3 separate regions of the Sus scrofa genome follow, and regions 1 and 2 are each linked to region 3. The links are chromatin contacts, called in public Hi-C and HiChIP or PLAC-seq maps. All regions are on one chromosome and are shown on one strand. Each heading gives the region's core, a stretch centred on a gene start, on an enhancer-like site or on the middle of the called end of the contact. The rest is flanking DNA. Distances are from core to core; before and after follow the strand shown. Region 1 holds the start of AFG1L (lactation elevated protein 1). Region 2 holds the start of SNX3 (sorting nexin-3). Region 3 holds the start of SEC63 (translocation protein SEC63 homolog).

What was found. Hi-C and Micro-C count contacts between places; a contact is called where the count stands out from the background. HiChIP or PLAC-seq counts read pairs in DNA pulled down with a chosen protein or histone mark.
Region 1: a contact with region 3 is called in a Hi-C map of skeletal muscle, with 3 times the contacts expected there. The contact joins the promoter of AFG1L here to the promoter of SEC63 in region 3. A contact is called at or near these places in 2 of 47 Hi-C or Micro-C datasets (heart right ventricle and skeletal muscle) and 2 of 2 datasets of contacts at active chromatin or transcription factors (alveolar macrophages and skeletal muscle).
Region 2: a contact with region 3 is called in an H3K27ac HiChIP or PLAC-seq map of alveolar macrophages. The contact joins the promoter of SNX3 here to the promoter of SEC63 in region 3. A contact is called at or near these places in 2 of 47 Hi-C or Micro-C datasets (heart right ventricle and mesenteric adipose tissue) and 2 of 2 datasets of contacts at active chromatin or transcription factors (alveolar macrophages and skeletal muscle).

The regions. Positions count from the first base shown.
Region 1 is chr1:74,365,950-74,368,845 of Sscrofa11.1, reverse strand. AFG1L (lactation elevated protein 1) reads right to left here and starts at 1,425. Exons shown (of 14, transcript XR_002343776.1): 1 at 1,071-1,425.
Region 2 is chr1:74,348,401-74,351,100 of Sscrofa11.1, reverse strand. SNX3 (sorting nexin-3) reads left to right here and starts at 1,366. Exons shown (of 4, transcript XM_021090786.1): 1 at 1,366-2,137. The coding sequence starts at 2,042.
Region 3 is chr1:74,077,155-74,080,111 of Sscrofa11.1, reverse strand. SEC63 (translocation protein SEC63 homolog) reads left to right here and starts at 1,507. Exons shown (of 21, transcript XM_001925479.7): 1 at 1,507-1,826. The coding sequence starts at 1,703.

The DNA of each region.
Region 1 (2,896 bases), core at 176-2,675, 290 kb before region 3:
TCCCTTTTGAATTTTGTAGCATTTGCTTGAATTGTCTAGTTCAAAATTTAACAATAGTTTATATTATGATGGAAATCTCATGCTACCAAAATATTCCATTATATAAGTGGATTACACTAAACTTTGCAGAAAAACCTGTAGTCACAGTTCTAGCATCAATTTCAACTTTATCGACTATAACAATCAAAGACTGATAGTTTTAGCTAAATTAGCCAATGCGAATCATTTTAAGATGTATGGGGAGGGATGCCTGAAGATTTAAAAAAAATTTAAAAAAAGGAAAGCGTTCAAGAATTTGGATGAGTGAGCAATAAGAATAATGTTATTCGTTCAAAAACATATCTGCCCATCAGGCACCAAACACTGTGCTAAGTGCTGAAGAACCAATGACACCTGGTCCTTGCCATTGAGTAGCCCTGATTTAGTGGGAGTATATGAATAGAGCAGTAAAATTATCACTCCTGTGGGCTTGATTACTCAAAATATAGGTTCATTCATTTGGAAACACGTAACAATTTGAATGAATGAATGAATATATGAAGCAAGCCTGGTGACAAAGTGACCTTGCTGAAGCCTCTAGTAATTTGAAAAGAACAAAAAGAATCAATCTCTCAGTCTGGGAATGCTCGGACACTTGCACTCCCAGAAGCCAGAGAGCCAAAAGGGCCTGCAAGCGTCAGAGGCTTGGCTTTTAGGTACAGTCCCAGGTCAACAGGAAAGGCGCAGGATGAAGAGTCCCCAGGCCTTAACCTGACACTTGGCATCCTTTCAAGCCAGGTACTCCCCCACTTGGGCTTACAAGGTCTCAACTTTCTAACATGTGGGAGGGAACGAACCCTGAGTCGACCTCTGAACCCTCAAAATGAAGGTCACTCTCAGCCACCTCCCTCAGTGCCCAGGGCTCCTTCATCAGCAGACTGTAACAGAAAATGCAAGAGAGCATGAAACTCCTCTCGAGAAAACCTCTCGAAAATTATGAACCAAGTAGGCGCTCGGGCAGCTCGAGGAGTGAGGGTGACTGCCCCGGTCCTATGCAGTCGGCTCGGCCTACTCCAGGCACAGTCACTGACCTTTACAGAGAGAGTTTCCAGGGGCGGTGGCCGGAGGGGCGAGAGCAGCGGCCCAGGCCCTGCACCCAACACATCTCCCTCTCAACCGGCTCTGCGCTAAGCGGAGGGTAACCAAGGGCGACCAGGAGGCCGCCATCTTGAGCTCCGTACAAGGGGAGCAAAAGGAAAACTTTATTGAAACCCAGAAGAAAGACGGTAGCACCGACAAATCCTGCAGTGCTCACAGAAGGCTCCGCCCGTGAGAGAACGAAAGAGAGAAGCGGAAAAAACGCAAGCTCAAGTAGCTAGGGGGCGGGCTGACTCCCATGCCCTCTGATCTCTCTTCCAGAGCAGACACTTGCAACTACGACTCCCAGCATGCAGTGCGGTGGCGCCGAAGGCGGTGCGGGGCAGGCAGCTCTGGGCTTGGGGGGAGGGGCACTTCTCCGCCCAGCGAAGGCAGCCGAGGATTCCACAACACTTTCAAGGAATTGGAACGGGATTACGACGTGTAAAGTAACCCCCCCTGAGCCTTTTAGGTTAGCATACCTGACTGAGACTCCAAAACCTAAATAAAATGTAAGTTTTTGCACAGCAAAGGAAACCATAAACAAAACAAAGAGACAACCCACAGAATGGGAGAAAATATTTGCTAATGAAACAACTGATAAGGGATTAATCTCTGAAATATATAAACACCTCCCGCAGCTCAATATCAAAAATCCAAAACAACCCGGTCAAAAAAATGGGCAAATGTAAATAGACATTTCTCCAAATGAGACATACAGATGGCCAAAAAACACATGACAAGATGCTCAACATCACTAATTATTAGAGAAATGCAAATCAAAACTACAATGAGGTACCACCTTACACTAGCCAGAATGGCCATTATCAAAAAGTTTACAAATAATAAATGCTGGAGAGGGTGTAGAGAAAAAGGAATCCTTTTACACTGTTGATGGGAATGTACACTCATGTAACCACTATGGAAAACAGTATGGAGGTTACTCAAAAAACAAAAAATAGAACTACCATATGATCCAGCAATCCCACTCCTGGGCATCTATCAAGAGAAAACCATAATTTGAAAAGATAAATGCACCCCAATATTTATTGCAGCACTATTACAATAGCCAGACATGGAAGCAACCTAAATGTCCATCAACAGAGGAATGAATAAAGAAGATTTGGTACATATATGCAATGGAATATTACTCAGCCATAAAAAAAAGAACAAAATAATGCCATTTACAGCAACATGGATGGACACAGAAACTATCGTTCTAAGCCATACAGTGAAAGGCAAACATCATATGAAATCACCTTTATGTGGAATCTTAAATAAAGGGGGGGAGGTACAAATGAACTTATTTGCAGAGCAGAAACGGTCTCACAGACTTTGAAAAACTTATGATTACCAAAGGGGACAGGTTGAGGAGTGGGAGGGATGGACTAGGAATTTGGGATTGGCATATGCGCACTGAGGTATATGGAAGGACTGGCCAATGGGGACCTGCTATATAGCACAGAGAACTCTACCCAGTATTCTGTGATAATCTATGTGGAAAAAGAATCCGAGAGAGAATGAATCTATGTATATGCGTGACTGGATCACTTTGTTGTACAGCAGAAATTATCACAGTCTTATAAATTAACTATAGTTCAATAAACCTAAAAAAACAATCAAAATAAAAAGTGGAGGATCCATTGGGCCCTCATATTTTAACAAAATATTGGTTACATCCCTAAGTGGTAGCCCCAGTTTGCCTCCAGTGTCCAGCTCATCTTTGGCAGAGTACCTGAAAAGTGCTATCACCTTTGTTTTCTGTAATGTAAATAATTTT
Region 2 (2,700 bases), core at 117-2,616, 270 kb before region 3:
AGTGGAAAACACAGAGTTCCCATTGTGGTGCAGTGGAAACGAATCCAACTAGGAACCATGAGGTTGCAGGTTTGACCCCTGGCCTCGCTCAGTGGGTTAAGGATCTGGCATTGCCGTGAGCTGTGTTTTAGATCACAGACAGAGCTTGGATTCAGCGCTGCTGTGCCTTGGGCGCAGGCCAACTCCTAGCCTGGGAGCCTTCATATGCCGCAGGTGTGGCCCTAAAAAGGCCAAAAAAAAAAAAAAAAAAGTGGAAAACACCGAGTAGGCCTTCAATAAATATTTATTGAATGAATGAATGTAGAGTTTTCTTGAAAATAATCTACGTGTTCTTTTTTTTTTTTTTTTTTTTTTTTTTTGTCTTTTGGCCATTTCCAGGGCCACTCCCTCGGCATATGGAGGTTCCCAGGCTAGGGGTCGAATCGGAGCTGTAGCTGGCCTACATCACAGCCACAGCAACGCGGGATCCGAGCCGCGTGTGAGACCTACACCACAGCTCACGGCAACGCCGGATCCTTTAACCCACTAAGCAAGGCCAGGGACCGAACCCATAACCTCATGGTTCCTAGTCGGATTCGTTAACCACTAAGCCACAACGGGAACTCCTCATTTTTTTTTTAATACCAACTGTACTTAGTGTTATTAAGAAGGGCTGCTAATGATTCAGACAACTTTTCAGCTTAAGGGACAGATCAGATTATTTAAAGAGAATGGGTTTTCTGAATCTAACATAAAACACACACACACACACAAAGAGCTGTGATACAACAACATCAAGGGCCATAACTCCCCAGGCAGGGCAGGAATAGACATCTATCCTTCTACCTCAATGCTCAAAGTCTGCATTTATTGGCAATCAACTATGATCTACTTAATTGTTTTGTCTTTTTTTCATTTCTGATAAAGGTTTATCCGAGTTCCACTTCAAATGCTGTACCGATGTTTTATCACCTTAAAAAAAAAAGCTACTGGAGTTCCCATAGTGGCTCAGGGGTTAACAAATCTGACTAGCATCCATGAGGACGTAGGTTCCATCCCTAGCCTTGCTGAGTGGATTAAGGATCTCAAGCCGTGCCATGAGCTGTGGTGTAGGCCAGCAGCTACAGCTCCAATTCCACCTCTCCATGTGCTGCAGGTGCGGCCCTAAAAAAAGCAAAAACGCAACAAAACAAAAACTTACTTAAATTTTGTAACTGAAGGGGGAAAGCTGCAGATCACTCAAACATCAGAAATTCAAGGCAGGCTTCGGCCCATATACTACCTGTTAATTTTAGCCCATCGGTCTCCCAAAACGGTTTGACCGTTGGATATGACGTCATTAAGTTGTTCCCACCTTCAATTTACCAAACCAGACACGTGTCCAGTGAGACTCCAAGTTGATATCAAAATCATCATTTGAGGCATATGTTCAAGGTTATCTAGAAAAGCATTTTCAGTGGTTTATGGTGAGACAGTGGATATGTCGGAATTGAGTTAGCATAGGCAGTTCTGTTCCACTTGCAGGCAAATCTCTTCCATCTCGTTGTTTAACTTGTCTGGCAGCTACCAAGGCCTCTAAGATCGTTTCCGGTGTTCTTCTCACCGTTCCAGGTCTAGGCGGATACATAAAGACAGGAAGCGCCCGCCCCCGCACTCCGGTCCTGGGTCCCATAGCACCTCGGACGCAGCCCAGTAGCGGCGCGCTCGCCCGGTGCATTGTGGGCGCTGTAGTCTGGCCGGAATCTGTTCGCGCCTACAAGACCCGTGACTCTCCTTCTCCGCCGGCGAGCTCGCCGTTCCTCTCCGTGGCTTCCGCTGGGCCTCCCGGCCTCGGGGCGCAGCGTTCCGTCGGGTGGGTTGTTTCCTGCTTGGGCTCAAGAGGCAGCAGCCAGAGCGGCGCGGGGAGGAGCTTCGCGCGCAAGGGTGAACGCCCGCTCTACGTGCTCGTTCGCCTTGCGACCGCTGCGCGCGAGTCCGGTGTCCCCGCGGCGGGCAGCAGAGGCGGCGTCGGTGGATCGCGGAGGGGGCGGAGGGAGTCCGCGGCGGCGGCTACAGCAGCGAAATGGCGGAGACCGTGGCGGACACCCGGCGGCTGATCACCAAGCCGCAGAACCTGAATGACGCTTACGGGCCTCCCAGCAACTTCCTCGAGATCGATGTGAGCAATCCGCAGACAGTGGGGGTCGGCCGGGGCCGCTTTACCACCTATGAAATCAGGGTCAAGGTGAGGCCATCTTTCCCCCCTACAGAGAGACCCCTCCCATAGTTCCCTGGTGCCCCTAGCCTTCCCTGGAGCGCGTCTCCCTAGCGGCCTTGGCTGTTGAGTCCGGGGCTGCTGGCTGACATGGTAGGGCAGTTCTGTCCACGGGCGGGGTCGGGGGCGAGGGCCCCTCTTCGTGTTGGGCTGGCTTGGGAGTTGCAGAGTGACCTGAGCCCCGTGCTGGCACTTGAGGACGGTACGCGAAGAGGGCGTGGGTTGAACGCCGCTTGCCCCTCAGGCAGCTGATCTCGGAATGACATTTGAGTTGGAAAGGGGTAGATCTTTCGAGAACACAGCTCTTCTTTGGGAAGGGAGCTAAATGTGACTGAGAAAGGGGATTTGCTCAAAGTTGAAGCCTTTTCAGTTTTCTTTTCCTGGACACTTTTCTCCGAGGTGGCCAAGCCTAGCTGATTGCTTGAGGCCCTTCCCGAGCTACCAGACTCACCTCGTTTGTACGCTTC
Region 3 (2,957 bases), core at 258-2,757:
GTAATGGCAGGTATATTGAAAGGAGCCTAGTAAATAGACTATATAGCCTTAAAATGTTTTAAAAATAGTGTTATATGTGGTATTTGTTTATATCATTATTTTTCTTTTGAAAAGCATTTTTACTATAGCTCTTTTTATAAATCCTCACAACCACTCTGTGAGTCGGGTGGGCCCTTCCTTTCGGTCTCCTGAGGGTAGATGGAGAAGTTGGGATAGGCCCCTGCCAGGGCTGCCGCGGGACAGTGGGGTCCTTCGCATATCAGGGCACCAGCCCTCCCCGCTCCCAGCTCGGCTGATACCGGCCTCTGGGATCTCACAGTCAGCGAGGGGAGAGGCTGCGGAGAGCGACTGCTCCCCCCGCGGTCCCTCCTCCAACAGCTGAGTCCTGCCCACCTTCTGCAGGGGCGGGGGTGGGGTGGGGTGGCAGCAGTTCTGGGGAGTGTAAGGGTCCGCGATGAGACGGTGGTCGTGGGCACTGGCTTTGTGGCGTCAGAGTGACTGGGTTTGAATTTGAATCTCCAGACCTTTTTTTACGGTGCCTGACTTAAGGCAGTCACTCAATTTCCTCATCTGGAGAGAGGACATCCTTTGATTTATCCCAAGGGGTTCACTGACTTAAAATAGTCAACGATTTAAAGCAATGAAGGTCTTAGTCTACTGCCCCTGCCGAAGAAAATGCTACAAATATTATCAGTTCTGGGATAGGTAGGTCACTATCTCTACTACTTTGGGGCATCTCCAGCTGCAAAATGGGCGCAATGTAGATTGCAGTCTTTTAATGGCACACATTACTTTGCCAACAATCAAACAAACCAGAGAAAAACAAAACCCCTCACCATCCCTCCTCTCCTTCCTGCTCTGGAGCCACTCAGTTTTGACACTTGTTTCCGGGATCTGAAGGAGCTGGATCCTAACCCAAGGAAATATTCTTTTTTACGTTTTTATTTTTTATTAAAGCCGCGTTGATCTACAATTGTGCCAATATCCCTGTACAGCAAAGCGACTCAGTCATATATAAATTCTTTTAAAAATATTGTTTTCCATCACGGTCTACCTCAGGAGATTGTATATCAGTAAACACTGTTATTAACTAGGAAAACAGAAAAGTGAGAAGGCAGGACGGGTGAGGTAGGGATGCCGAACAGGTGAGGCAAGGAAGCCTGAGCTATACTTCGAACAGCGGTGACCCGGACCGCAGTCAGGTGAACCCCGCACGCGTGGTTCGGGAAGCCCGGGATAGGACCCTCGAGACCATAGCGCGACCTGGGGAATGGAAACCGAGAAGGGAGCGAGAGGGACTCTAGAGGAAGGCAGCCGCGGGCCTCTAAGGGAGGAGCTACAGGAACTCGAAGGGCGGGGCTGAGGTTAAGGGGGCAGGGATAAGGGCGGGGCCTCGCGGAATTCTCCGGCTGCGCGCGCCACGTCTCCCTCAGAGAGCGTGTGAGGGAGAGGCTGGAGGGGGTGGAGGGGAGGGAAAAACCGAGAGGGGCGGGAGCTCTGTCTTCTCGCGAGATCGGGAGTCGGCAGCGGCGGTGGCGGCGGCGGTGGCGGCGGCGTGTCCGTGAGAGTAGCGTGGGGGCGGGGAGGAGCGGCGCCGGCGGCGTAGGAGCTACGCCACACCGGGCCGGGGCGCTGGGAGCTGGAGCACAGAGGGGGGTCGTGGCGGTGGCGGTGAGAAGAGGGAGGCGGAGGAGGGGGCGCCATGGCGGGGCAGCAGTTCCAGTACGATGACAGCGGGAACACCTTCTTCTACTTCCTCACCTCCTTCGTGGGGCTCATCGTGATCCCGGCCACATACTACCTCTGGCCCCGAGATCAGAATGCCGGTGAGTCCCGCTGGTAGCTGCCGTGGACCTGCGCAGGCCCCTCCGGCTCTTCTGGGCCGCGCGGCTTTTGCCCGCTCCGGCCCAGCCCAGTCCGCTGCGCTTGGGGTGATACCGCCCGCGCGGCCCGGCCTCGCGTCCAGGCGTCAGCCGCTGGCGGCGCCCGGGCTCAGCTGTGTTTCCCTCCGTGCCTCTCCAGGCTCCTCTCCACCCCCTTCATTGTCCTCCTCTGGAGTTTCGCTTTGCACCCTCTCCTCTATTGTTCTGGCGGCTCCTGGCAGCCTCGTCCAGTCTCTTTGTCTTCTATTCCTCGGCTTTTATGGGGGTATTTTTCTTTATGGAGGGAACAAGATGGCATAGGGAGGATGGGAACTGGAAGATGAGAGTAGAGAGTTGGCTACGGAGGAAGCCGAGCGAGCAGGCTCCACTCTGAACCCTCAGCCCACGGTCCCCTTTCCCCCACACCCCCGTTTGCCTGTTGCAGCTGTCGTTACAGATGTTTTGGGCACAGTCAGAGCTGGGTGGCATCTATAGGACGCCAACTGAGCTCGCCAGCCGCCCCTCCCCCCGTGCCTTTCCCCTATTGCCTTTTCATTTGTTCACTTACACTGCGGGGGTTGGGAGCAATGCTGTTATTCCCCTTAGCAAAAAAACAAAACAAAAAAACCAGGCTTTTCTCTATTTCCTTTTCTTTGGAGTTTCCTGTTTATGGCGGAAAAAGTGCAAGTATGAAGGAAGGATTAAGTCTATAGGTAGTTCATTTGTGAGGTAGCGGGTGCATTTGCTTTTAGTTCTAAATCTTTTCACGTTAAACAACATTGGATTAGAACACAGAATTATATAGATTCTTTTCAAGGCATTTTATGTTCGGATTGTTTGGATTCCATTTGTTGCACGCCGCTAGGACGTATGGCAGGTGATATTCTTAAAACTGATGCTGGAACTGCAAGGCCCTAATAGGTTGTTTTATGGTAGCGTTAACAGTAACGAGTAGGTTTTGAGTAAGAACAACCTTAGGAAGGTTTTCTTATTCACAAAAGCGTGCTAACTTGAATAAATACATTCTCTCAAGTTGGGTGTGGTGGTGGTGGGGTCTAGGTTGTCCAGCTGATATACTGTACTTTGGGGACATTG